Linked DNA regions of Mus musculus: all the other regions are linked to region 4. The links are chromatin contacts, called in public HiChIP or PLAC-seq and promoter capture Hi-C maps. All regions are on one chromosome and are shown on one strand. Each heading gives the region's core, a stretch centred on a gene start, on an enhancer-like site or on the middle of the called end of the contact. The rest is flanking DNA. Distances are from core to core; before and after follow the strand shown. Region 1 overlaps Sulf2 (sulfatase 2). Region 2 holds the start of Spata2 (spermatogenesis associated 2). Region 3 overlaps Sulf2 (sulfatase 2). Region 4 holds the start of Arfgef2 (ADP-ribosylation factor guanine nucleotide-exchange factor 2 (brefeldin A-inhibited)). Region 5 overlaps Gm30320 (a long non-coding RNA gene). Region 6 overlaps Ncoa3 (nuclear receptor coactivator 3). Region 7 holds the start of Sulf2 (sulfatase 2).

What was found. Promoter capture Hi-C pulls out the DNA fragments that hold promoters and counts their contacts. HiChIP or PLAC-seq counts read pairs in DNA pulled down with a chosen protein or histone mark.
Region 1: an H3K4me3 HiChIP or PLAC-seq map of bone marrow-derived macrophages shows a contact between it and region 4, with 5 times the contacts expected there. The contact joins the enhancer-like site here to the promoter of Arfgef2 in region 4. A contact is called at or near these places in 3 of 39 promoter capture datasets (the C10 cell line, embryonic stem cells and neural stem cells), 6 of 484 Hi-C or Micro-C datasets (the CH12 cell line, the P5424 cell line, bone marrow-derived macrophages and 3 more), 18 of 115 datasets of contacts at active chromatin or transcription factors (bone marrow-derived macrophages, cardiomyocytes, craniofacial prominence and 12 more) and 4 of 9 other capture datasets (adipose tissue, liver, macrophages and 1 more).
Region 2: a contact with region 4 is called in a FOXA1 HiChIP or PLAC-seq map of pancreatic cancer cells. The contact joins the promoter of Spata2 here to the promoter of Arfgef2 in region 4. A contact is called at or near these places in 2 of 39 promoter capture datasets (liver and pre-B cells) and 1 of 115 datasets of contacts at active chromatin or transcription factors (pancreatic cancer cells).
Region 3: a contact with region 4 is called in an H3K4me3 HiChIP or PLAC-seq map of stem cell-derived neural progenitor cells, with 4 times the contacts expected there. The contact joins the enhancer-like site here to the promoter of Arfgef2 in region 4. A contact is called at or near these places in 4 of 39 promoter capture datasets (embryonic stem cells, hippocampal neurons, liver and 1 more), 9 of 115 datasets of contacts at active chromatin or transcription factors (bone marrow-derived macrophages, cardiomyocytes, embryonic basal ganglia and 5 more) and 4 of 9 other capture datasets (adipose tissue, embryonic stem cells, liver and 1 more).
Region 5: an H3K4me3 HiChIP or PLAC-seq map of stem cell-derived neural progenitor cells shows a contact between it and region 4, with 15 read pairs. The contact joins the enhancer-like site here to the promoter of Arfgef2 in region 4. A contact is called at or near these places in 8 of 39 promoter capture datasets (the 3T3-L1 cell line, cranial neural crest, embryonic stem cells and 4 more), 5 of 115 datasets of contacts at active chromatin or transcription factors (bone marrow-derived macrophages, embryonic forebrain, embryonic stem cells and 1 more) and 3 of 9 other capture datasets (liver, macrophages and pancreatic islet).
Region 6: an H3K27ac HiChIP or PLAC-seq map of embryonic stem cells shows a contact between it and region 4, with 5 times the contacts expected there. The contact joins the enhancer-like site here to the promoter of Arfgef2 in region 4. A contact is called at or near these places in 12 of 39 promoter capture datasets (the 3T3-L1 cell line, 3T3-L1-derived adipocytes, the C10 cell line and 7 more), 1 of 484 Hi-C or Micro-C datasets (the CH12 cell line), 11 of 115 datasets of contacts at active chromatin or transcription factors (bone marrow-derived macrophages, craniofacial prominence, embryonic basal ganglia and 7 more) and 5 of 9 other capture datasets (adipose tissue, embryonic stem cells, liver and 2 more).
Region 7: a contact with region 4 is called in a promoter capture Hi-C map of embryonic stem cells, with 2.8 times the contacts expected there. The contact joins the promoter of Sulf2 here to the promoter of Arfgef2 in region 4. A contact is called at or near these places in 7 of 39 promoter capture datasets (the 3T3-L1 cell line, embryonic stem cells, hippocampal neurons and 2 more), 1 of 484 Hi-C or Micro-C datasets (bone marrow-derived macrophages), 17 of 115 datasets of contacts at active chromatin or transcription factors (bone marrow-derived macrophages, cardiomyocytes, embryonic basal ganglia and 5 more) and 3 of 9 other capture datasets (adipose tissue, liver and macrophages).

The regions. Positions count from the first base shown.
Region 1 is chr2:166,083,756-166,086,455 of GRCm38.p6, forward strand. Sulf2 (sulfatase 2) reads right to left here. Exons shown (of 21, transcript NM_028072.5): 8 at 1,928-2,056; 9 at 631-687; 10 at 101-230. Among named protein-coding and RNA genes, the nearest start is that of Gm52534, 35 kb to the right of the region's middle. Within about 2 kb of position 1,411, at least 21 of the 459 cell types and tissues checked have an H3K27ac peak or open chromatin away from gene starts, as enhancers often do. A contact at or near this core is called in adipose tissue, bone marrow-derived macrophages and neural stem cells, where this site is marked.
Region 2 is chr2:167,491,551-167,494,250 of GRCm38.p6, forward strand. It overlaps Spata2 (spermatogenesis associated 2), which reads right to left and starts at 1,324. Exons shown (of 3, transcript NM_170756.2): 1 at 1,209-1,324. It also overlaps a transcript of Rnf114 not described here.
Region 3 is chr2:166,134,902-166,137,601 of GRCm38.p6, forward strand. All of the region lies in intron 1 of Sulf2 (sulfatase 2), which reads right to left. Among named protein-coding and RNA genes, the nearest start is that of Gm52534, 16 kb to the left of the region's middle. Within about 2 kb of position 1,415, at least 35 of the 459 cell types and tissues checked have an H3K27ac peak or open chromatin away from gene starts, as enhancers often do. A contact at or near this core is called in forebrain and stem cell-derived neural progenitor cells, where this site is marked.
Region 4 is chr2:166,804,138-166,806,837 of GRCm38.p6, forward strand. Arfgef2 (ADP-ribosylation factor guanine nucleotide-exchange factor 2 (brefeldin A-inhibited)) reads left to right here and starts at 1,444. Exons shown (of 39, transcript NM_001085495.2): 1 at 1,444-1,698. The coding sequence starts at 1,578.
Region 5 is chr2:166,179,633-166,182,332 of GRCm38.p6, forward strand. All of the region lies in intron 3 of Gm30320 (a long non-coding RNA gene), which reads left to right. Among named protein-coding and RNA genes, the nearest start is that of Gm30536, 13 kb to the right of the region's middle. Within about 2 kb of position 1,294, at least 165 of the 459 cell types and tissues checked have an H3K27ac peak or open chromatin away from gene starts, as enhancers often do. A contact at or near this core is called in bone marrow-derived macrophages, embryonic forebrain, macrophages and 1 more, where this site is marked.
Region 6 is chr2:166,065,287-166,067,986 of GRCm38.p6, forward strand. It overlaps Ncoa3 (nuclear receptor coactivator 3), which reads left to right. Exons shown (of 23, transcript NM_008679.3): 18 at 472-765; 19 at 2,276-2,359. Among named protein-coding and RNA genes, the nearest start is that of Gm52534, 54 kb to the right of the region's middle. Within about 2 kb of position 1,340, at least 5 of the 459 cell types and tissues checked have an H3K27ac peak or open chromatin away from gene starts, as enhancers often do. A contact at or near this core is called in embryonic stem cells, where this site is marked.
Region 7 is chr2:166,154,330-166,157,029 of GRCm38.p6, forward strand. It overlaps Sulf2 (sulfatase 2), which reads right to left and starts at 1,354. Exons shown (of 21, transcript NM_028072.5): 1 at 1,174-1,354.

The DNA of each region.
Region 1 (2,700 bases), core at 161-2,660, 720 kb before region 4:
CACACCCAGAGGACACTGCTACCCTGACAGGGACCAGAGCCTCCCATGTAACCATGGCAACCACACCCCAGAGGACCCAGAAGATCCGCCATCTCCTCACCTGCCCCAGCTGTTCGCATGCTGTCTGGTACTCAGCTCGCTGACACAGGTCCTTCACGCGCTGGTACTTGGGCAGGAAGTTCTCCTCCTGGGCATTCACTTTGTCACCCTCCCTCTTGTGGAGCAGTTTGCTGAGGGAGATGCGGGGCTGGTTGAACTGGGTGGAGCCCTGGGGCAACTTGTGCTTGCCTAGGCTGCCGGCCCTGCATAGCTCTGTGGAGACCTACTGTGGAGGATGGGTGGCTGGTGGCTTGAGAGCACCTGGGTTTTAATGGGAAGTCTACAGGAGCTGTCTATCCCAGATGGCCTGAGTTAGGATTAAATGAACAGTGATGACATCGTACAGGCTCTGCCAAGTATGTTGAATGGGGACATGTGGCCTCCAGATTCGAATTCTGCATGAGCCACCCAATTGTGACAGGGAATTTGGACACAGCTCTGAGTCACCCAGTCACTAGCACAGCACTATTCAGCCTCCCACAGTCTTGTGACCACTCCTCATGGGGGTCTTCCTGCCCGGCCGGCACTCACCCTCTCTCCACCAGGAAGGAGTCTCGCCAGACCCTCAGCTTCTTTTTCAAGTGGAACCTAGAAAACAAGCAGGTCCAGCATCCTGTCTGCCGGGTTCCCGTGTCCCCAGCCCTGTCCACAGGTTCTCCATACCCTGGGCCAAGTGGCAGTCATTGAGTGACACTGGAAAGGTTTCCACACCCCAGGGACAGGGCTGCTTCTCCAAGATGTGTTCTGAATGCCTCTTTGTGGTTGAAATGGGTACAGTTACATGGGCATTTGCACGTGTGTGTGTGTGTTTGTGTGTGAGTTTTGGAGTCTCTCAGGAGCCCAGTTCTGGGCTAATGAGTGCCTGCAGGGGGTCATTTCTCCTGATCTATGAGATAACCAAGAAGTCAGACTCTTCGTCACAATGGCTATGACTTTTGTGGCCCTATTGATGGGTGGTGGGACTGACCGGGAGTGTGTTCCAGGTGTCCTGGGTGGCTGAAGGAAGCAGCAATGAAATGGGGGAAAAAAAAAAACAAAAAAAAAAAAACAGAAAGGAAGGTGGAAAGGAAGGTGGCTAGAGATGAGGAACCAGAAAGGCAGGAGCGACCCCTTGTGGTCCCCGATTCTCAAGTGTCCTGTGCCCCTACACTCTGCATGTGTCCATTTTAGACCCTTCCAGCCCCCTTCGTTGGAAGATGTACCGACCTTACAGGGCCACCAGCCACCTGTAGATCTCAGGGCTGGGCCCCCTGGGAGGAAAGTCTAGGAGAGGCTCACAGAAAGATCTGTTATCCAGGGGGCAGTTTCACTGTTGACCACAAGGGGTCGCTCCTGCCTTTCTGGTTCCTCATCTCTAGCCACCTTCCTTTCCACCTTCCTTGTTTTGTTTTCCCCATTTCATTGCTGCTTCCTTCAGCCACCCAGGACACCTGGAACACACTCCCGGTCAGTCCCACCACCCATCAATAGGGCCACAAAAGTCATAGCCATTGTGACGAAGAGTCTGACTTCTTGGTTATCCTCTATCTCTCTAGGATTCAGAGAACACAACTTTCCTTTACTGGGTTACTATGAGGGCCAACGTGCTGGAGTGCCCGGGGCACAGCACAGTGCTACTGTTAACTTTGGGCTTTTCATCCTTTTAGCTTTGGAAGGTCCTTAGCTCCAAATGGGAGGATAGAATCCCAGAGAGGGCTGGTCCTTCAATCTCTCATGGGTTAGTGGGGGGCACCTAGATCCTGATTCCAGTGGCCTTCCCAGTTCCCCGTGGTTGAGTTCCCCCTGGCTAGGGAGCCTCCTTCCCTGGGTCTCTCTTGCTCCTTCTCACCGGTTCACTGGCCGCTCTGAGTCCAGTAGTTTGAGAATAGACTTCCCGTCCATGTCTGCAGGGATGTCCAGTCCAGCGATATCCAGTATGGTGGGGGCCAGGTCAATGTTGAGGACAATGTGGGGGTTCCTGGGGAACAGAGAGGGAGTGGAAACTTGGCCACCTGGGTGGCAGCTTAGCTTGGGACAGAGGCATCTGGAGGTGAAGAGGGAGGGACATCTGCAAATGAGAGAGCTTCCATCCTGACACTCTGACCCGTAGGGAGGCCAGTTCCAGCCGGACCGTCCGGTGCTGCACTGTCAAGGTTACATGCCCTAATACTATCCTCCTCTGCCTCTAGGGTTCATGCCCGCCCTCTTGTTGGTTCTTGCTGGCTGGGCACGCACAGTCTGGCCTCTGAGCACCTGTTATACTCGACCCAGAATGATTTTCCTCGAGGCAGCCGTGTGTCGCTTTTAGCTCTTAACAAGGAGTCTGGTGACAAGCCCCATAGGCTTGGGGACCCCACTCCTGGGATCACATTAGGGTGATCCACTCAGTAGCCACCCATGTGAGAGGGGCCCGGCAAAGACTATGAGGGATGGGTTGGCGCTCCAGCTGTTCTGTGGACAGATGTTCAGCGGTCTCACTGGCGGTATCCTCCTGCCTCTCTCCCTTGCTGGCGTGGAAGATGGGCTGTGCAAGTCCCAGTCCTCCCTCTGGATATACCTGACTGGACTTTGACCCCCCCTCCCCCAGCCCCCCAGCTGCTACAGAGATGAGGCGGCCGCGAT
Region 2 (2,700 bases), core at 74-2,573, 690 kb after region 4:
AAAGCTCTGTGAATATCCGGAACACATAAGCAGAAGGATGCTTAGTGCCATCGGCTCTGGGTGGCACCTCCTGCACTTATCTGGGCCCCTTTGTAAAGCAATTCAGTGAAGACGAGGCTGGCGCACAGTCGCCAGGACCCAGTGTGGAAAGCTGAACGCATTTAAAATTCAGCTAAACAGAACCAAAATAATCCGGGAAGGAGAGCAATGGTTCACCTTTATCTTTGCTGGCCCACTCAAGAAAAATAAGCCCCGTGGCAACGCTGAAATGCATTCCCTCTCTATACTGGCACATGCTATTTGGGTCCCAGTTCTCCAACTACATGTTTACACATCCCTGATCCAGCTTCAGTCTCCACACAGGATCAGGGATGTGGCTCTACCACCGTTCCCTCCTCCCAACCTCTATGCATTCATTCTAAGCAAGAGGCTCCCAGATCCACCCCTGGCATCTCCTACTGGCTGTAAAACAATACAAGGGCCCTACACCCCTACTAGCCTACAGAAACACTGCCACCGGGGCCTTCCAAAGCTCTGAAAACAACCTTGGCTGTGCTGGAGCCTGGCTTCCCTCCCCGGAGAGCCTCTCTCGGTTCTGAAGGGAGCCAAGTCCCCTCTCTACAGGGAATGTAAACCTGTGGCGGCTACTCCAAGCTCTGCGAGCCGTCTTCCTCTGACCGACATGGCAGCGGGGAAAACGCCCAAGCTCAAAGGAAGGAGTTCCCACTGGTGGTGTCTTTTGTCGGTGGTGCTGGGGACTAGGGTCAGAACCCAGGGCATCGCACAAACTGGGCAAGCTCTCGCAAACGCCCCTCCGTCTGTCACTGAAATACCGGGACCTGTCATAACATCGCTGCTGCACCCCGACACCGTGCAACACCCGGGTCCTCTTTCCACGCCCACCGCGGGCCCGGAAGGCCGCCGCGTCCCTCCTCCATAGACCGGGAGACCAAGGATCCCGAAGCAGAGCGACTCAGCCAAGGTCACTCGGTAAATCCAAAGCTAGATCAGCCTCCCCTCCCTACTGAGAGCCATAGCGCGGTGCCTGCCCCCGGGGGCGCCGGGGGCGCCGGGGGCGCGTGTGCCATCACCGGGGAGCCAGTGCTGCGACCAGCCGCCCGGAGCCGCCGCGGCCGCGGGACAGAGCCGAGGGCCTGGCCGGTGACAGCGCGCGCAGGGGTCCACCCTCCTGCCCCACCCGCACTCACCCACCGCTGCCTGCCAGGAAAGCGAGCGCCTCCAAAGCACAGGCCCACACGGCCCGGCCGCTCCCGCCGGCTCCGGGAACCGAGAACAGTACCGGGGGCAAAAGCAGCCCGGAAGTATTTGTTCCGGAAGTGACGCACGAAGGCGGGCCCTGAGGAAGGCTGGATCGCGGCTGCGCGCTGGGCCCAGGCGTGAGCGGCGGAAGCCTGTGGCGAGCTGGTGTACGCGAGGAACGGAGAGGCGGCGGCAGTAGGCGGAGGGCAAGCGCTTCTCCGTAGAACCGGACCTCACTCCTAGGGACCGCGGGGAGGCACGAGCGGAACCCGGAAGCAAATTAACTGGAAGTGACGCGCGGAGCTTCACCGACGCTGGCTGGCCGGGTTGTCATGGAAACAGGTTGCTGAGCGAGCGGGGAGATTGGTTTTTGTTTTCTTGGGGTTTTTTTTCACCTCATCAACTTCCCCTTGGTCAGGACAGTGCTGGAGAGCCCGGACTGACAGGAAGACCTGCGATCCCATTTCAATGAAGGAACGACGGAGGTCATGCGAGACTGGAGAGGGCCTTGGGTGTTACTGCTGGCTATGGAGGTTAAGGATGCCGGTGGGGTGGGGTGGCGGGGTCAAAAAGGCTTAGGAGAGGGCTCTGCAGTTTGCACTTGTTGCTTGCAGAGTACCTGGGTTCCGTTCCCAGCACCCACGTGGCGGGTTACAACCATCCATTAACACCAGTACCAGCGGATCTGACCTCTCACCTCCACGGTTATCTGGCATGTACGTGATGCACATAGGTAGATTCAGGCAACATGCTCATATAGGTAAAAGGAAATTGCTACATAGGGAAACTCTTTCTCAAGTAATAACTGGGCATTATTATTATTAATGGAAATAGTAGATTCCTATTAATTCATAGACGACCTCACTGTGTGGTTCTGTAATCCTAACTATTTGGAAAGCTGAGTCAGGAGGAGTGTGAGTTTAAAGCTAGGGTGAGTAACTTATCGAGCTCCTCCCTCAAAAAAATAAATAAATAAATAAAAGGTTGGAGCTGCAGCCCAGTCCTAGAACCCTTGTCTAGATTGTGTGTATTTCCTGGGTTCCATTCCAAACAAGGAAAAAAAGAGGGTGGGGAGACACCCAGTGTGGACTTAACTGGCTACTAGCAGTGTGTCCTTGATCTTGCCACTTAGTCTCTGACCTGCATCATAATACCTGCTAAAAGCAATAGCAACAACAACAATAATAATACCAGCTCCCTGGTGAGATGTAGCCAGAATGAATTACATAGAAACTGCTAGCCAGGCAGTGGTGGTGCATGCCTTTAATCCCAGCACTTGGGAGGCAGAGGCAGGCAGATCTCTGAGTTCGAGGCCAGCCTGGTCTACAGAGTGAGTTCCAGGACAGCCACGGCTATACAGAGAAACCCTGTCTCAAAAAAACCAAAAAGAAAAAAAAAAAAAGAAAAGAAAAGAAAAGAAACTGCTTAGTTGGCCGGAGA
Region 3 (2,700 bases), core at 165-2,664, 670 kb before region 4:
CCTATGGGCTCTCCTCATCTACCCAAGACAGCCAAGAAGACAGACTCACCGTCCCCATAGGCACCCAGAGAGGACTACAGGGAGCACCTGAACCTTGCCCTCCTGACTGCCTGGTGTCTCTCCTGGCCCCAACTCTGTCCCCCAACTTCTTCAATCCAACGCCACAGTCCCCATTCCTGTCACCTTCCTATCCCTTTCCTTGCTTAACCCACTCTTTTCTGTTGTTTTGGGGACAAGCTCTCAGTGTGGCCTTGAACTTGCCATGTAGCCGGGAATGACCTCACCTCCACTATTGGGTACTGAGATTACAGGGGTGCACCACCATGGCTTATGCTATGCCAGGGATCAAACTCAGGGTAGGCACAAGCTAGGCAAGCCCACAACTGGGCGTCACCTTAATCCACGACATCTTCAGACACATTTTAAATGGCAGGTGAGGTAACAATGCCATCACAGCGCTCCGGAAGCTGAGACAGGAGACTTACAAGCTTGAAGCCTGTCGGAGTCACAGCATCTACCACCACGATAAATAAACAAACAAATACACACTCTGAATTGGGAACCTCTTTTCCCCAGTGTGAGGGTGTAGAGTGGCTCCCATGGAGCTAAAGAAAGCTGGCGGCCTCCCTGTGCACTGCAGGAGGGCCCTTTCAAACACTGTTCTCCTGAGTGAGGATACCAGCCGATGCCAGAAACCAATGCACACTGCCACCCAGTCTGGAGGGAACAGGAGGCTCGCATGAACAGAGAGATTCCCTCACCATGGTGCTGGCCCCTGAACTACTCCAAATTAGGGTCATCCCCCCAAAAGTACACTTATCAAGAGGCCAAGGGCCCCTCCAGAAGCACCAATGTAGATACACTGAATGTCCCAGAAGTAGAAGTAAGACAGTCCCGAGGGAATTCCCACAGGCTGCTCCTCAGGGCCTCCAGTGGCAGCTTTGCAGCCAGGACTCATGTAAGCAAACACTCCTGCGATCCCAGCTTGTAAGGCCCTGGGTGACTCTCCCTCTGAGCACTTCACAGCTATCAGCCCATCTAAAGCGCAGAACTGCCTAGTGATGACGTCATGCCCACTCGGATCGCTAAAATCACTTTCCCAGGACTGTAGGTTCTGGGCAGGCAAGGTTCAGACCCAGACTGGATTTGGCTGGCACGATGGAAGCCCATAAGCAGGTCTATAAGCTGGTTCTTAAGAGGCTTCCATTCTAGCCGCAGTCTTTCCTGCCCCAAAAGGCAGCAGGTGGGCAGGTACCCTCCCGGAACCTCTTTAGCTATCACAGTGATAGGGATGGGGGTGGGGCAGAGGCAGATGTCATCTGCTGGGCTCCAATCCCAGCCCTGGCTCTGCATGCTGGTCTCAAGGAGCCCTTCCTGCCCCGGATAGAGGCTGAGTTCCGCAACGCAGAGCTGTGGCATGAGAGGGGCTAATTATCTGTCAGCCCGAGCTATCCGTGGGTCGATTTTTGATGAGTCCCCCCCAAGCCCCACCCTGATGACTTCTGGCTCTGTGCCAGCTTCTCTCTGGACACAGAAGAAATCAATTAACAACGACAGGAGACATTCTGCTTTCTCCTTCTTGGTAAGAAGATTCAAAATCGTTGCACAGAATGCCTCTGGACCGGGTGCTGTCTGTCTCAGAGCATCCTATCCACCACTGTGCACACCGCCTCCCTCATCAGCTCATTTCAAAGCCTGTCTAGCCCTTTCTCTTCTCACTGGACTTGGCAAAGGCTCCCCACAGCCTTGCAAAGTATCTCTGGAGACACCTAAAGTCCCAAGAGTGTGAAGACACCGCTACACTTCTGCATCTATGTGCCACTCTACGTGGGGGCAGGTCTTGGTGTGGCTGGAGATTCCTGGCCCACGGAGTTAGCTATGGGGAATCCTCAGGGTCTCATTCAGGATACCTGGAATGGCTGTTTTCCTCTGGGGGTCTCCAAGTCCCACAAGAAGGGTAGAGAGTACAGGAAGGACCATGCAGCTGACGGGGTCGGAGCCGAGGAAGGACTAGTCTGGGGTACACAGAGATACCATGAGCTGCGAGCAGAGTCCTGCCACAGACTGGGACCACCTGGATATGAAGTAAGGTATTTGGTGGCAGGAGTGTCCCCCCCACCCCCCCAGGATGGGTGACACAACCCCTAGTGGGTTCCACTTCTCTCACCAAGCAGCCAGAATTCCACTAAAGAAAAACCAAGGCCTGTTCTTACTGAAAAGCCTCCAAGGGTCTACCCCACCCAGGGTAAAACCACAGAGTCCCCAAAGGGCACAAAGACAAGACCCTTCACAATCTCACCCTAGACTCAACCCTTCTTTGCATTCTCTCTCTGTATATGCCTGGAATGTCTCCACCCCAGGACCTTTGCACTGGCCACTCATTGGGATATCTTCCCAGCCCCTTCCACCCAGACTTTGCTCACATCTCAGCTTTGCACAATGAGATTGAAGCACTGGCCACCTCAGCCACTTGTTAGTCTACCTGCCAATCTCCCTGCCAGAATGTCACCTCCCGGAAGGCACAGATCTCTGTCAGTGAGTTTTCTCCCTTCCTGTGTCCCCAACACCAGTGGGTGCTCAGGTTTGTTCCTGATGTAGCATAGAATATTCTCCCATCTGTCTCCTAGTAACAGCCCTCCACTGTGCCCAGAGGCCACTTGTGGCTCAGTGTGGCTGCAGCAGCAAGGTCCACGGACACAG
Region 4 (2,700 bases), core at 194-2,693:
TCCTGGGAAGCTGCGAAGCTGCTCTCAGTTGAGTTCACTGGTCCTGAGGAAGGAGGCAAGGCAAGTCGCCATGGGAAGAGAGGAAGAGTGCTTGCAGAGAGAGAGAGAAAGAGAGAGAGAGAGAGAGAGAGAGAGAGAGAGAGAAGCCAAAATGTCTGGAAGAGCCTCTGCCTCTGAGTGAAAAGGAAGGAGAAGGGCAGCCCAACCCTTGTGCTGGAAAGTTCAGGGTTGGGAGCAGGGGATGCCAGGTAGGGACTGAGGGATGCTGGGAGAACCTGGAGGCCAGGTCAGCTTTGGTATGTAAAATATGCAACTCAGTCCCTCATCCCAGAGAGGACATTGAGTTCAAGGTCAAGGACAGCCGGCGATACACATCAGGATTGTATCAAAACAACAACAACAAACAAAACAAACAAGTAAAACTCTAGCGACAGAAGGATTACTTCTTACAAACTGGCCCGCCAGGAGCTCTCTCTCCTGTGGCAGCAGGACTGTGTCCAGGGCTGGTGTGGTTTGCTGTCAGAGATACAAATCTGGAAGAGATAGACACCGTGAATATACCTTCCAGCCTACCCTTCTTTCCCCTCCCCTCCTCTCTCTTCTCTCTTCCCTTCTGGCTTCATCCTCAGTCCTGGTTCTTAACTTCCCTGAGCCTCCTTTCCATCCCTGATTTCTCTGCCCTTCCTGGATCCGGCATCTGACCTTCCCTACTCTCTGTCACCTCTCTCATTCCATTCACTTCCTTTTGCCCATCTCTCTTCTCTCGACTATTATTACTCTCACTAATTCTTTTTTTTAAAGATTTATTTATTTATTTATTTATTTATTTATTTATTATGTGTACACTGTAGCTGTCTTCAGACACTCCAGAAGAAGGCATCAGATTTCATTACGGGTGGTTGTGAGCCACCATGTGGTTGCTGGGATTTGAACTCAGGACCTTTGGAAGAGCAGTCGGTGCTCTTAAACACTGAGCTATCTCACCAGCCCTCACTAATTCTTTTTACGATTTTTTTCTTTCCCCTTTACTCCCTCTTTCGCTTTTCTCAGCATATCTAGCGCATGCTCTTAGTCTCTTCCTACCTCCGATCACTTGCATCTTTCCTTCAGGGCTGCCCATGTCTATAGGCTTTGACCTGCATTTTCTTCCCCTTCATAGTCATTGACCATCACTCCCCTACCTGGCCCGGTTATACTACTTAGACACGCCCGGACCAGCACCACTCGCGTAGGCCCCGCCCCAACCGAACAGACCACGCCCCACCACAGGTCTACTGCCCCGCCCACCCGCCCCACCCACAGAACTCCACCCCACTCTGGCTCCGCCTCCCGGCCGGCCCCCCACCCTTGGGGTCACAGGGTCGACCGACGCTCAGCAGACGCAGCGACACCGCCAGTCACGTGGTCACGTGACGCGCTGCAACTTGGCGGCGCCGTGGGGCCGGGGCGTCTCTTCCTGACAGGGCGGCGCGCACGGACGCGGCCGGTGCCGGCCGGGTCGCCGGGCCCTCAGCCTCGCTCTCCTGCTCGCTCGCACCGCCGGCTCGCGGGGTCGCCGGCCCCCGCAGGCCGGGGCCATGCAGGAAAGCCAGACCAAGAGCATGTTCGTGTCCCGGGCCCTGGAGAAGATCCTAGCTGACAAGGAGGTGAAGCGGCCCCAGCACTCCCAGCTGCGTAGGGCCTGCCAGGTGGCGCTCGGTGAGTGAGCCACCCCGGCCTGGCCCGCGCCGGCTTCCCCACGCCGGCCGTTACCCTCCGGGCCTGCTGCCCTCCACTCCTCCCAGCCCGAATCCCACCCTCCCGTCCTCTTCCGCTCGCTGTCCCCGTGGGAGCTGGTGTTGGGGCGGCCGAGACTGGCCCAAGGTCACCTAGCAAGTTGGTGACAGCCACGGCTGGTTTTCCAGCTTCCCTGCCTGGGGCCCTTGCCACGACTCCTTGTCCCGTTTCCTGGTTCCTCCCCTCACCATCTCCAAGTCCTCTGAAGCAGTAGCTCTCGATCTTAAGTTTTTCCTTCAGCGCCACTATGCTGGTTGGGGGCTCTCCCACGGGAGCGATCAGAGCAGGTCAGAGAGCTGCCCGGTTGGTGCCGAGGAACCCCGGAGGCTTGTTTGGGAAATGTCTCACTGGAGAACATTGGGGTTCCCAGGGCGCTTCGCCTGGAAGGGATGTAAGATGATCTATATTTCAGGCATTGGACAGCGTGTACGACTTCTACTCATTTTAGGGCGGGTCCCTAAAATAAAGGTTCTGTAGAGCAAAGATACTTGTCTGATTGCTTCAATGCGGTGTCCTGTGCATTTATGACAGTGCTTCGCACACAGTAGTTGCTCAGTAAATATTTGCTGGTTGAATGGATCCATGGATTGTGGAAAGACAGAAGTCTCTAGCTCCTAACTAGGTAAAAGCTCGGTAGTTGACACCAACATCAGTCTCCTATCTTTAGTTACTTCTCGAGAGCCTGTGTAGCAGGTACTGAGGAGATGTCTATGAAGGAGAAATGGAATCCTTTGTCCCTGTGGATCTTCTTAGGTTCTGATAGAGCAGACAAAACAGTACTAATAAGTACTGCTGTCAGAAAAAAGACTTAAGTGATACAGAGGACCTGAGGTCTGCTTTAGGTTGGATGGTCAGGAAAGTAGTCTTGTCTGAAAGTGTGACATTTGAGCCCAGGTCTGAAAGGTAAGAAATGTCGACTGTGTG
Region 5 (2,700 bases), core at 44-2,543, 620 kb before region 4:
GGTGTGTGCCACCATGCTGGGCTTTTGCTGAGGGAGGTTTTGCAAAAGTCAGGCAAGCGCTCTACCAGCCGAGCTACACACATATTTCCTAATGGCTATGTGTAGCTGCTTCCCTCTGGGTTTATGCAGAGCCGAAATGAAATTTCAGAAGAGTGGATTTATGCCTGAAGTCCTATTATAACAGAAGAAATCTGAGCTTTTGGTTCCCTTGGAGGCCAGCTGTCAGGGATGCAGAGTGCAGAGGTCAAGAGAGGCCTGCCTGAGAAGATGTTGCCCAGAGCAACAACCTGGGGGAGGGGAGTGGGAGGGATTGGCCTAGACTCTGTCTTTGGAGGCCTGGTCAAGGCAAGAAACCAGGAGCTGAGCCATTCAGGACTGAAGTTGATACCCTTAGGGGGGCTGGTGGCTCACTTTCGGAAAATTACTTTCCTGTCTTTGGTCAAAATAGCACTGTGGGCAGCAAGTATTGTGTATAAGACAGATAATAAAAGCTCCCAGCTTATAGGATGGGTGTGTACACCCCAGCCTGCCCTGGGAGAAATCACATCACAGCAAACAGAGACCATCAGACTCTCCAAGGGATGGGCCCATCCTCCTTCCTAACACACAGAAGCAGGGCTTCTAGAAGCCATTTGCCCGTCCCAGCTGTTTTGAGTATTCCTCGCACCCGTTTTTTTATGAGTCTTTGAGAGGGGGACCTGCCTGTGTTGGCAGGTTTCAATTTCATCTCGAGTCTACTCTGCCTGGTAACAGAAGCCCCAAAGCACAGGAAAGCGACCACAGGCATCTGGAAAAGATTGACTTCTGTGTTTTTAATCACCAGAAGAAAACCCAGCCAGGGAGTTAGCCAGTTGAACTGAGAGTTTGAGGGCTAAGGCCAGCAGCAGCAAGGGAGAGAAGTCTCATGGGGCCCAGAGACAGTTTTCCCCAGAGAACTCCAGAGGCAGGCCCTGGAGGAGCAGCCAGGCTGGAAGCACAGGACAGGGCCAGTTTTGAAAGTTTGTTTGTGCCTATCCCATTCTCTTTCCTCTCTGAGTTTTTACCTTGGTGGTGGAAAAAGTGTTGTGATTTCTAAAGACAACTTCTTCCTCATCTTCCCCTGTGAACTGCCGAGCAAAGGATTAATTTAGATTTCTGCCATGCCGGGGCCTCTCTCATTAAATGAATCCCATTGTCTCGTGGAAGCCCAGGCAAGTCAGCTTAATGACGCCTCGCTCCCTCCAGTCCTGAGCAAACGTCCCGGGTGCTTTCTGGCTCTCTCTGCCATAGTTTCCTTGGCAGCTTTCCAGTTTCCATTCTGTTGCTCCATGCTCCAAACTCCTCCCCCACCGGCCCCACCCACACTATAGTCTGCACCCCTTTCTGATGCCTCGTGGGGTGTGCTTACCCCATTTCTATGGTTTCTGTTTCTACTGACAGTGTGACTGTACACAGCCAGGCTGTTTGGAGTTCTCAGAAGACATGGAGTCGGGTTCCTCGTGTCCCTGACAACAGTTCATGTTTGCTGGGATAGGATGTGTTGGTTGCAGGGAAAGGCAGACATTCTTATGCCCATAGTCGGAATAAAGGGCACACAAACACTTGTTCCTTCTAAAGGAACAAGCAAGAAAGAGTCCCAAAAAGTCCTTTCACTTCTCCATATGGGCCTGGATGAGGAAGTGGTCAGAGGCAAAGATTTCACATCCTTTAGCAGTCTGGAAGATTGAAAAGACAGAAGCTGGTCTGACATTGAACAGAAATCTCCATAAAACAATCTCTGCAGGGTGGATCTCATTGCATCTCAGACTGTGGCTGGGTGCTTCATGGACATATGACCTTCTGGGCTGAGACAGACAGAGCTCATGGAAACTTGGGCTAATTGGTTAGGATCCCCCCTTCTCTTGGACTGGTGCTCAGGCTGGAAAATGGGACCATTCTGAAGGCTTGTTGAGGGCAGAGAGTGGGCATGCCTCAGGGTGGGGATGCCGAAGGAAGGTAATGGGAGCTGGGCTGTAGATCGTGCCCTGAATATTTCTAGACACATAGGAGTGTGAAGCGGGTGTGGGCTTTGTAGCAGTCAGCTTTGGCTGTGTAACAAAGTCCCCCATCCTTCCAATGTTCATGGCTCACACAAGCCTTTGTTGCCTCCAGTTTCTAAGGGTTGGATTCGGGCACTTCCTGAATGGTTTGGGGGCTCCAGATCCATTGCGGGCTAGCAGCAGGGAGCAGCTGCAGGCCTTGAGGGTGTTCTTGTAAGTGCCATGGAAGGACAGACTCTGGGCTTGCTCACGTGGCCACTGGCCCCACATTCCCTTCCTAACCAAACATCCCCACCCCTGTACATCAAATCTGCGTTGTGTGGGAAGGGACATGGAGTCGAAGGGACAGGGATCAAGAAAGGCTGGCTGCTATCAATTTTATTTAAAAGGTCCTTAGAGGGGCTGAGGAGGCGGTTAAGCTTAAGGACTTGAGTTCCAGAGCCCACATAAGAAAGCTGGGTGTGGTGGCATGCGTGGGTAGCCCCAGTGCGGGAGGTGTGGACAGGAGGCTCGCTGGCCAACCAGTCTTGCCTAATTGGTGAGCTCCAGGCCGAAGAGAGACCTGTCTCAAAGGAGGTGGGCTGCATTTCTGTGACGGACACCTGGAAGGACAGGGAATGTGAAGAGATGAATCTGAGAGGATTGTGTCCCCATCTTGAATGTCCCCGCAAGCCTGGGTTGG
Region 6 (2,700 bases), core at 90-2,589, 740 kb before region 4:
TTATTATATCTAAGTACACTGTAGCTGTCCTCAGACACTCCAGAAGAGGGAGTCAGATTTCGTTACGGATGGTTGTGAGCCACCATGTGGTTGCTGGGATTTGAGCTCCTGACCTTTGGAAGAGCAGTCGGGCGCTCTTACCCACTGAGCCATCTCACCAGCCCTACACTGGTTTTCTTTTGATGTTTGAAAACCAGAGAATCTAATTACCTACATTCATTACTACATTTCAACCAAATCACCATTCATTTTCTCCCATCCTTTTGAGACTTGGTTGTCCCATTCTACAGACATGAGTTCTGAACTACACAGGAGTACACAAGACACAGTGCAGATGCAGCTTCAGGCATCTGGGTTCTGAGCCACCACCGGTCACATGTACTGATTTACATTTTTTCCCTTGTTTGCAGCATTTGCTTTTGGTTGCTTTCTCAGGTGTAGCTAACCATTCCTTTGTGTTTGATGTTTAAGGGACAAGCTTTGGAGTCCAAACAGGATGTTTTCCAAGGCCAAGAAGCAGCAGTAATGATGGATCAGAAGGCTGCACTATATGGACAGACATACCCAGCTCAGGGTCCTCCCCTTCAAGGAGGCTTTAACCTTCAGGGACAGTCACCATCGTTTAACTCTATGATGGGTCAGATTAGCCAGCAAGGCAGCTTTCCTCTGCAAGGCATGCATCCTAGAGCCGGCCTCGTGAGACCAAGGACCAACACCCCGAAGCAGCTGAGAATGCAGCTTCAGCAGAGGCTACAGGGCCAGCAGGTAAGACCGGGCTGTCAGGGGCTCTTAGGCTGTGCTCTCCGTGGCCCTTGCCACCGGCTCTCCACTCTTTGCTAACTAAAGGAATCCCTTTTGCTTTCACTTCTCTGTAAGATTTTGTTTATGCAGACAGTTCCTTGATAAGGAGTGTGTATTAAACTTGGGTATCTTTCTATATGTATATTCTTTGCTATAACATTAGCAGTGGCAAAATGGCTCAGTGGGTAAATGTACTTTCCAAGCAAGCCAGGCAAGCCAGTTTAATTCTTAGAGCCTTGCTTAGTGCATGCTGTTAATCCTAGCACTTGAGAGGCAGAAAGAAGCACAGGTCTCTGTGAGTTCCATGGGTCAGCCTGGTCTACAGAGTGAGTTCCAGGCCAGTTAGGACAGCACAGTGAGCTGTTTGACACAGGACAGGACAGCAGGAGGAGCAGTGTGTCTTGATGGCCCTTGGAAGGCATTTCCTCAGCTTTTTGTTTTAAAGACAAGATCTTGATGATTGTCTAGGGGACTTGTAACCACTTCTGTCTCAACCTCTCCTGCCGGGATTGCAGGCATGCAATGCGTTAAGCACCCCTGTTGACTCAGTATTTTAATGGAAATCACTTCTTGATGCACTTTGGGGCCGGAGGCATGCTCAGTGGTTAAGAACACTTGTTGCTCTTGCAGAGGACCCGTGTTCAGTTCCTGGCACCTACTGTGGGCAACTGACTGTCTAACCTCAGTTCTAGGGAATCCACACCCTCCTCTTTCCTTAATCTGCAGTTGCTTTAAAGCATATTTGTATGGTTGCACGGGCTGGTGAGTGCTTGTTACCAGGTGGCAGTGAGTCACCTGAGTAGGAGAGCCCAGGAAGCCAGAGCCAGGCTATGGCAGCCCCTGCAGCAGGCTCAGAACTGGGGAAGCTCTGTGCCTGTGCGCATGGTACTATTTTATAGCTTAGTCCTCCTTTCTATTAAGTGCTCACTAGTGTCTGATCAAGTCAGAGTAATTTTGATTGTCTGAGCAACAGTCCCTGGAGAAACTTGACACTGCATTCCTGCTGCAGTTGTTTAAGCCTCACACCGAGGCAGGGAATCGGCGCCAATGTCGCTGTCCAGGAACTCTGTCCTGCGAACTTTTTTTCTATTTTTTTTTTTTTTTTAAGGTTTCTTGTATTTTTAATAGTGTCTGTGCAGTTCGTGTTTGCGCGCGCACGCACGCACGCACGCACGCACGCATGCACGCCTGCAGAGGCCAGAGGTGTGAGGTGCACTAGAACTGGGGCAGTGGTGACTGAGCCACCATGTAGGTGCTGGGAAAGGAATCTGGTCCAGTGGATGGACTGTGCACGCTCTCAGCTGTAGAGCTGTCTTCCTTCTGCAGGATGTAAACGACGACGAACCAATTCAGTTTAAATGTGGCTCCCTAGCTTGGTGGGTCTGGAGAGATCTCACTGGGTGGGGGTAGTGTATAAAGCTGATTGGGGCTCACTAACACGCTCCACTTGACCTACTAACCCAACTCTGTTCAGTTTTTAAATCAGAGCCGGCAGGCACTTGAAATGAAAATGGAGAACCCTGCTGGCACTGCTGTGATGAGGCCCATGATGCCCCAGGTACGTTCCCTGCAGAGAAGGGGCCAGTCCAGGCGGGACCCACGCCCGGCCTGGCCTTAGCTATGCCTGTTAAATAATTCTGAAGTTTTTGTAAGAATTGGTTGTCACACTGTCTCTCTCTCTATATATATATATGTATGTATATATATGTGTGTGTGTGTGTGTATATATATATATATATATATATATATATATATATTAATGTTTATGAGTGTGTTATCTGCATGGATGTCTGTATCATGTGGAGGCCAGAAAAGGACATGAGATCTCCTGGACCTGGAGGTACAGATGGTTGTGAGCAGCCTTGTGGGTGTGGGAATTGAGCCATGTCTCCAGCTCCT
Region 7 (2,700 bases), core at 104-2,603, 650 kb before region 4:
GCGATGGGTTCTGACCTGGCGCGGGAGAAGTTTTACGATTTCATTTGTCCTCCGTTCTGCGAGTTCCTAGTCCCTGCTTGCTCGGGTCCTGCCCGGACAAGCCACACGTGGTCTGGCTTCTAGCTGGCCCTCTGGATCTAAACCTCAAGGGGTCAACCGGGCCATGCTCCTGCAGCCCGCGGGTCCACGCGCCCTTCCCCGGGAACCACCGGGGCGCGGGAAGTCCTCCCCTAGCCGCCCAGCCTTGCAGACGGGGTCAAATCGGTCAGCCCCACTGAGGCCGGCCGGTACCTAAACCTCCGGGTAACACCCTCCCTGAGCCGGGCAGCGGGGACCGGCTGGGCTCACCTGAACCGTGCTCGCCCTGGAATCTGTGATCCGGGCCCGGCCCCGCGCCCCACTCACCGCGCGGCCCCCGCGGCCTCACCGCGTCTCTGCCGCAGCCGGGCCGGGCCGCGGGGCGTAGGGGACTCTGCCTTGCCGCTGCTCCAGCCGCCTCCGCGGCATCCCGGCTTCTGCTTCGCCCCGCCCGCCCCGGCCTCCGCGCGCGCCAGGACCCAGGACCCAGCCGCCTCCCGCCCCGCCGGGGACCCGGCGATTCAGCCATCGCTCCTCACCTCCGCCGCCGCGGCCGCCCCGCGCCCCGGCCCGAAGTCCCGGCGGCTCCCGGCCTGCTGCCTGCCGAGCCGGTGGCCGGCCGCGCTCCCGCCGCCGAGCGCGCACCCTCGCGGGCCCGGGGCGCACTCACCCGCACCCGCTCCCGCTCGCCCTGGGCGCGGAGTTGAGGCTGATGTGCGCTGAGCAGGGAGCTGCCGGCGAGCCGGGACCGCGCGTGCGTGTGTGCGCGCGTGTGTGCCACTCGGACCGGGGGCGCATCTCTTAGTCCACCAGACACCGGCGCGAAGTCGCGAGGGCCATGGATCAGGCCCCCGGGCTGGCGCGCAGAGAATCCAGCCTCTTTCCGCTTTTTCGTCCTCCTCCCTCCCAGCAGCGAGGAGCCAAGTGTTCCCTGAGGCGTGCGACAGCCCCGGCCCGGCGCTGCCCCTCGTAATGACACGTTAATAAATGTTTTCTTTTATCCGCTTTCACAGGGGCTCGCCCTGGTTTGCAAACACCCGGCAGCCTTAGCTGAAAGCCCCGCGCTCGCCTCTAAACACACACGCACACACTTGCCATTGGAGACGCCGGCTCGGGCCGATCCCCAAGCTAGATCGCGGGAGGAACTGCCCACGCGCCTGGGACCTTCCCACGCGTCTCCGAAGCTCTCTGAGAAATTAAGTTGAGCTCAAGCGAAAGCAGAAGCGTTGCCCAGACATGGGCCGGGAATGGGAAAGAAAGGGGAGGCCGGTTCCCTTGGTAAAGGGAGAACTCTGACTCCAGGTGGTGCTGTCTGCGCGGTTTCTGCCGTCCCCGAAGCCACCAGAGGCTTGAGGGGGCCCTGGCTGCCAAGGGTGGGTGAAGAGCCTCACAGAGCCCACCAGTAGCTTCAGAAAGTACAGCTGATGTGCTAGGGGGTTATCGACCCTGCGGTGGAACGGGGCGGGCCTCGGATGGAAACGTAACCCCTGAAAGTCTTCCAAGATGTTCATCCATTTATAGATACTGAAATCAAGACAGAGCCGTTAAGTTATTGGCCCAAGGTCAGATAGTTGGATCAGGATCTGAACCCAAGAAGCTGAGCTCCGGAGTTGTATCTGACCCCCCAGGCTGCGCTTATTTTCAAGATCCTCCTTCCCCTGGTGGGATTTTTCTAGTTTTCTGATGGATAGCGTTTGTCAAATTCACGTAGTAAAAATAACAGGGCACCGATGGAGATGCACTAAAATCACGTCCTCGCTGTTTATCTAAAATTCAAGCGGGTTGTCTGGACTGCGTGGGGGGCTCTCGACTCCGCCCATACAGTCGTTGTACTAACCCTGAACTTGCTTTCCTAAGCCGGGGGCAAGCCCCACCTTTGGCTAGTGTAGAGTCCTGGCTGGATACAGGATGTTAGGCGTGAGTATTCGCTTTCATGAACCCCCCCCCCCACCCTCCACCCCACCCCCAGGCATTCCAGTCTCAGTGCTGCATGAGAAGGGGCTGGGCCCCTGCAGCGCTGTTCATTGGATGCTTGGGGCAGAGGGCTCCCATCCTTGAGATTCTGAGAACTTCATTAGAAAGCACAAACACACAAACAAACATCAAATGTACAGTGCTGGTGCACGCCTGCAATCCCAGCTCTTGGGAGGCAAAGGCAGGAAAATAAAAAATTCAAGGTCACCCTTATCTACACACAGGGTGATTAAGACCAGTTGGAGGTCCAGGAGACCCTATTAAAACAAAACAAAACAAAACAAAACAAAACAAAAGGAAAAAAATCTCAGAAAATAAACCAATAAAACAGATAGAAAAGCAGGTGTAATCAGTTTCAACATCCCAGACATTTAATTGAATAATTAAATTGATTAATTTATATATCCTTATAGGGTCAACTCAGACAGTATTCTCGTGGCCCACATCTGTGATGCCTGCACTGGGAAGGCTGAGGCAGGAGGATCACCCAAAGTCAAACTTTCTATATAGTGATACTGTCTCAGAAGCACACGAAGCAACAACAATGTATACACTTGATCTTTTTGTATCCTTCTCTTTTTCTGCAACAGGTAACTTTACATGCTATACCCATCCTGGCTTGGGGTTCTCCTCCCAGGAAGAACAGCA